Regions from separate parts of the Mus musculus genome. Here region 2 is linked to region 1. Evidence: chromatin contacts called from public Hi-C data. All regions are on one chromosome and are shown on one strand. Each heading gives the region's core, a stretch centred on a gene start, on an enhancer-like site or on the middle of the called end of the contact. The rest is flanking DNA. Distances are from core to core; before and after follow the strand shown. Region 1 overlaps Fam117a (family with sequence similarity 117, member A). Region 2 overlaps Zfp652 (zinc finger protein 652).

Region 1 (2,725 bases), core at 119-2,618:
GCCCCACAGCTTGGCCTGACTCTATCCTGGTGACCTCCTTGAAGTAGATCTTAGCTGTGACTTTACTGTTCCCCAAGGAGACCATGACCAAGGCCTTTGTAGTGAGGCTCAGAAAGGAGGATCCTGAGCAATCTGGGGTACATTTCCCCCACTTGACATATCCACTGCAGCTAGAAAGGCAGAAAGCTGGACCTTTGTACCTGCCCGGCTTGACAGTACTCACACCAGCCTGTAAACAGCTTTCAGTAGTGGTTGGCTTCTCTTAGCTCATAGCACCTTGCTCTAGCCTCTGCTTTAGTGGTCACATGGCTTTATCCTCTGTATGCACCGGCTCCTTCAGCCTCTCTCTCACAAGAACACTCTGGCAAGGCAGGGATTGGCAGTAAGGCTCGCCCATCGTAGAAGGGAGAGAGATGAGTTTGTCTGGGTTGAGGGATGGGGTGATGATTTCCATGGGCAGGTGGTGGATGCTGAGATAAAGTGATGGCGTCAGCATCACATGTACAGAGAGTACGCAGTAGTTTGTAGGAAGATGTTGCTCAGGAGAGGTCGGAAATGGATTAGGAAAGGAGATGATACCAACTCCTATGGTTTCCTCATCTTTCTTCCACTCCTGTACCAGTCTACATCTCCCTGTACTCCTTCACAGCTCCTAGGAGGAGGTAGCTGAGACACATGTAGAGGTGTTAGTAGCCAGTTGCAACCTGACCCAGCATCCTTCTTGTCTTTCACCACCCACTTGTGAGCCCGGTATCTTCAGTGGTGAGGAGGGAACATCATCCTCTTAGGTTTTGCCATCTCTCCTCTGTGGTCTTTGCTCCTTTTCCAGAGGTGACAGAGATGTGTAGGACTCAACTCTACTGGCAGCACTGGTGATCTGCAAGCTTGGTCTAGGCACATGAGCAGAGGAGGACATGCGTGTTACTGCAGAGTCCTAGTAGCTGATGGGGAGATAGGCTATGTTCTCCCTGTCAGCTGGTGTAGCTCTTCTGAGGTCTGATAGACTGAGTTAGAGAGCCAGGCATTTGGAAGGAGATCAGCTACTTGGTTTCTAGAGACTGTGAGAGCCAGTGTCACCTGAGGGCTTTGGGGTACATGGCTGCATTCCTGGCTGCTCTTTTCATAAAGGAAGAAGGCTGGGAATGGACCTGAGGATGCACTCCCTGGGGCTGCCAGTGGTCTCACCCTGGCTGTGGTCCACGGCCTGGGAAAGGTCCTGCTTGCGGGCAGCTGCAGACAGGAAGGGCCAGAAGCTCAGTCTGCAGCGGCTTCTCCACGTGCAGCTGTCGCACCAGGCAGTCTGTTCTCACAATCCTGGCTCAGACTTGCCCTGCGAGCTCCTCTTAGCAGCTGTTGGGTGGTGAGGAGTCTTGTTTTCCCCTGATCCTCCCCCTCTCTCTGTGTACAGCAGCCTCTCGGGGGAGGTCAGCAGATCTCTTAGAGGAGCCGGTTCCCAGGCCCTGTGTTTTTGGCAGCTTGTGCATAGTAGTCAGAGAGGAGCTGGTCCCACTAGAGCACTCCCCTTCGCCACTCCCTTGGAATGGAAATAGGATGTTGGTGATGGGGAAGGCTCTGCGCCTCTTGAGCTTCATGCTTGGAGCCAGTAACTTCCTCTTTTAGTGGAGGCTCCTCCACTACCATCTTGGGTCCCCTGTCTTCGTGCAGCAGAGGGAAGGGAGCACATGGAATGTTCTTCCCCACAAGGAACAAAGAAGGACCACGGGGAGGAGGCACGAGGCATGAACAGACCAAGAATCAGTGCTGGATTCAGAATTCTGAAACGGTCTTCCCCTGCCTGTGCTGGAGGACTTTGGCATCCCTGACACTCTGCCTATGTGATGACACAAGCTTGCATCATGGCATTAAACAGTTGCCACCTGCTTCATCCTGAGGCACCCATGGAGACCTTTCTCCTGTTTCCTCTTTGGGATCCTGTATGATCACTTGTTTTCCCCGGGTTCCCAGGCACCTGGCCTTACCTGGATTCATGGGGAGAGAATAAAAGATACAGGACTCTTTGAAACTTCCTGGGAGAGGGACAGCACTTGGCCTCACCATGGGAGTGTATCCAGACTGACTATAACATAGGTTTGAAAAAGGGATAAGGAAGGGCTGATGTAGCTCAGTCATAGAACACTTGCCTAGCATTTTCAAGGCCCTGGGTTCCATCCCCAGTACCAAACATTCAATAAAAAAAATAAAAGAGCCGGGCGTGGTGGTGCATGCCTTTAATCCCAGCACTTGGGAGGCAGAGGCAGGCAGATTTCTGAGTTCGAGGCCAGCCTGGTCTACAAAGTGAGTTCCAGGACAGCCAGAGCTATACAGAGAAACCCTGTCTCGAAAAACCAAAATAAATAAATAAATAAATAATAAAAGAGAGAGGAGGCAGCACTGTTGGGCCTTGGGGACAGTTTCCTGGAGAGTAAAGATCGGGATGAGGCCACACACATGCTTCTCTTGCCCGAAAGGATAAAGTGGGCTGGGTGTGTCCATGAGGTTGATGAACAGATGTGAGGAGGCTGTACAGGCCACCACCTCTATTCAGGAAACTGACCAGCTGTTTCCTGCCAGTGGAGCTGTCTATCTTACTTACTGTATGTCTTTCTACAGACACCCCTGTCCTGGCAAGAACCAGAAGGTGAGCGGGCCAGCTTCTGCATGCACAAGCGGTCAGCATCGTGGGGCAGCACAGACCACCGAAAAGAGGTAAATGCCTTCTCCCTAC
Region 2 (2,725 bases), core at 92-2,591, 400 kb after region 1:
TCTGGGGTCTGCCTGACTCCACGGCCTCCTTCAGGGCCTTCACCGTTGTCCTGGTGAGCCCTCAGACTGGCCTGACGGAGTGAAGACGACGACTGCCCTTGAAACCAGGGGAACCACCGAACTAAAGCCCAATTTGCTTGCATTTTCTGATGACTTTTATAAATTTCAGATACTGTGACTGTGGGATTTTATAATTTCATATCAGCGGATGAGGTATGCTTGCTTTTATATCTCGGTCTTCTCCTCAGAGAGGGGTGGGCCTGTTTCCTTTATACTGATCGGGAAGGCTGTGAGGTTAGTCCAGAGCATTAACTATATCACTGTGTACTGCAATGAATTCGGTTCAGCTTTTGGTGCTGGCTGCAGAGTCGAGCTGGCTGCGTTTCACACAATATCAAGCATTATAGAGAAGATGGGAATTTTCTTCTTTGTGTAGCTCTTTTAACACACTCTTTATTTTACTACAGAAATTATTTTAGAGTTTTTGTATAGACTTTAGTAGTCTGTTTCTAAAATGAGATGTATTTCAATAAGCTGTGTAATTTTTTCAGTGTAGCTAAACCCATGTTGTAAAATAGATAAATTTTTATAATCATCAAAATGTGATTCTCAAAGATGCATATAATAACTTCTATCTCAACTATTCTTACATCCATACAACTCAAAGGTGCTTCTGTGACTGGATGTATCTGAGCGGGTCACCAGACCAGGTACAAAAGCAAGGTTCAGTACAAAGTTAGTCAATGAATTGGATGTCTCTGCTGGGCATTCAGTCCATTGGGCTCACTGACACAGCCAGTGTTGGTGTCCCTTTGAGTACTCTATGGATTCAGTGGGGTGGTGTGAGGGAATGGGGTCACTCAGAGTTAGCGGGGCTTGCAAATGTGAATGACATTTGTGAATGCCCTCGGGAGAAAGTGACGGAGGTCGTTTCCTTGGATCACGTCTGTTTCTCACTTTCTTAGAAACTGTGTTGTGCGCAGCTGTTAGGGGAAGATGGATTGGAATCTCTTACTTTGAGGCTCCTGTGTTTTCCAAGAGTGTTAGAAGAAGCTAATAGGGTGAACTGAAATCACAAACGTAATTGCTGGTAGTGACCAAGAAATGTGGATGGGAAGGCAAGTTGACTTTTAAGTTTTAAGATGCCTGCAGTCTCTAAAACGTGGATGTCCACACTGACTGGTATCTGCCATTAAAAATGTAGTGAGAGGAAACCCCCAATACTGTTGCCTGCCCTCTCCAGAGGAGGGAGACCGCAGCATCTTAGGTGAGGAAGGAACAGTGCCCTTGTCTCTCGAGCGGCAGCTTACTCGGTCAACATTTGGGGAACTTAAACAGAGCGTGGTCACCCTGGAGTGGATATACGGAAGGCCAGAGAGAAGGGCTAACATGGTGGTTTCAGTCAGCTGACAGGTGTGCACGGCACAGCTCCTACGCATTCTGTGCTGCTCTTCTCAGAGGCTGAGTTCCAAGAATGGCCTCTGCCTCCCACCTCTCTCCTCCTCGTCTCTCTATCCTCAGGCTCTTAAATCAGACCCTTAGCTGTTATTTATTTATCTTTGATATTAAATGTGCAGTTATGCGTTGTGCACTTTTTCCTGGCTACTTAACTCTGCAGTGGGGACACACGGACTCTGGACTGAGGTTAGGTTCCTGCTTTTAAAGTATCATACTCTAAATTAGTTTTTTTGGTTTACTATTTCTAGATTTTTCTCCAGTTTTGCCCTTGTCTTCTGTAAACATAGGAAACATTGTGTGTGGAGTCAGGAAAGTCTCTCAGGACACACTTTCCCTCCAGCTTCTAGCTATGAATTTTAATGAATGGTATTTGTAATATTTGCATGCATTCTTGCAGCCCTCACAAACCCGAGGCAAACAAGGAAGCAGGTTCCTTTTCTGAATGTCGTGACTTAGAAGTCACCCCTACCCCATTTACCTCCACAGTCTCCTCTGCAGCTTATGGGAAGTCTGCAAATCCACCTTCCATGTAGACAGATCCATATCTCACGGCTAAACCTATAATATTCAAGTATTTTTATCAAAAAAGGTATAATTTGTAGCTAAGTTAATAATTGGTTATACCTTATTTTATACTAAATGCTTTTACAATATGAGGCAGACATTCTGAATTCTAGTCTTGAGGCTGTTGAATTACAACCATTTGATGGTTATACTATGAATATTCATTGAAAAATTCAGGTTGTCAGTTCTGACTTTATTCAAATGACTATAGCCATAAGAAACTGTCCTCTACATAGGAAACCCAATAGCGAGTCAGTAAGCATCACTATCCTTAACAGAAGCAGAAAAAAGAATTTAAAATAGTGACTTAGGCCTACCACACTCTGTCATTCTTACTCAAATGTGAAACAGTGTAGAAATGGCAATATATTTTTTTTTTCTAGAGAAGTTTATCTTCCCTGACTTGAGAAGCCTGCTCTAAAAAATGGCTCTCAAAAGTGTACGACTAATGGGCATATGTATAATGAGATCTATACAGAAATGCTTCGGAGTCAGAAACCACAGGGTCACGCCTTAAACATGCAGGTACCTCAGCTGTCACGTGCTGAAGACTCAGACTCAGGGTTGACAGTGTACTTGGGGAAGAGCTGCAGTGTGTGCTGTGCTGGCCCACATGTGCTGCAGCGCCCCAGGAGTTCTACAGTACCTGTTACATTCTTGTTACCTGTCCATGGAAAAAGACCCGTGGAAGAGTTGGAGTTCT

What was found. Hi-C and Micro-C count contacts between places; a contact is called where the count stands out from the background.
Region 2: a Hi-C map of uterus shows a contact between it and region 1, with 6 times the contacts expected there. The contact joins two enhancer-like sites. A contact is called at or near these places in 3 of 39 promoter capture datasets (liver and second pharyngeal arch cranial neural crest), 5 of 484 Hi-C or Micro-C datasets (cerebellum, embryonic stem cells, nephron progenitors and 2 more) and 1 of 115 datasets of contacts at active chromatin or transcription factors (embryonic stem cells).

Annotation. Positions count from the first base shown.
Region 1 is chr11:95,368,828-95,371,552 of GRCm38.p6, forward strand. Fam117a (family with sequence similarity 117, member A) reads left to right here. Exons shown (of 8, transcript NM_172543.4): 3 at 2,611-2,706. Among named protein-coding and RNA genes, the nearest start is that of Slc35b1, 15 kb to the right of the region's middle. Within about 2 kb of position 1,369, at least 48 of the 459 cell types and tissues checked have an H3K27ac peak or open chromatin away from gene starts, as enhancers often do. A contact at or near this core is called in uterus, where this site is marked.
Region 2 is chr11:95,764,115-95,766,839 of GRCm38.p6, forward strand. It overlaps Zfp652 (zinc finger protein 652), which reads left to right. Exons shown (of 5, transcript NM_201609.2): 5 at 1-601. Among named protein-coding and RNA genes, the nearest start is that of Gm38957, 11 kb to the right of the region's middle. Within about 2 kb of position 1,342, at least 9 of the 459 cell types and tissues checked have an H3K27ac peak or open chromatin away from gene starts, as enhancers often do. A contact at or near this core is called in uterus, where this site is marked.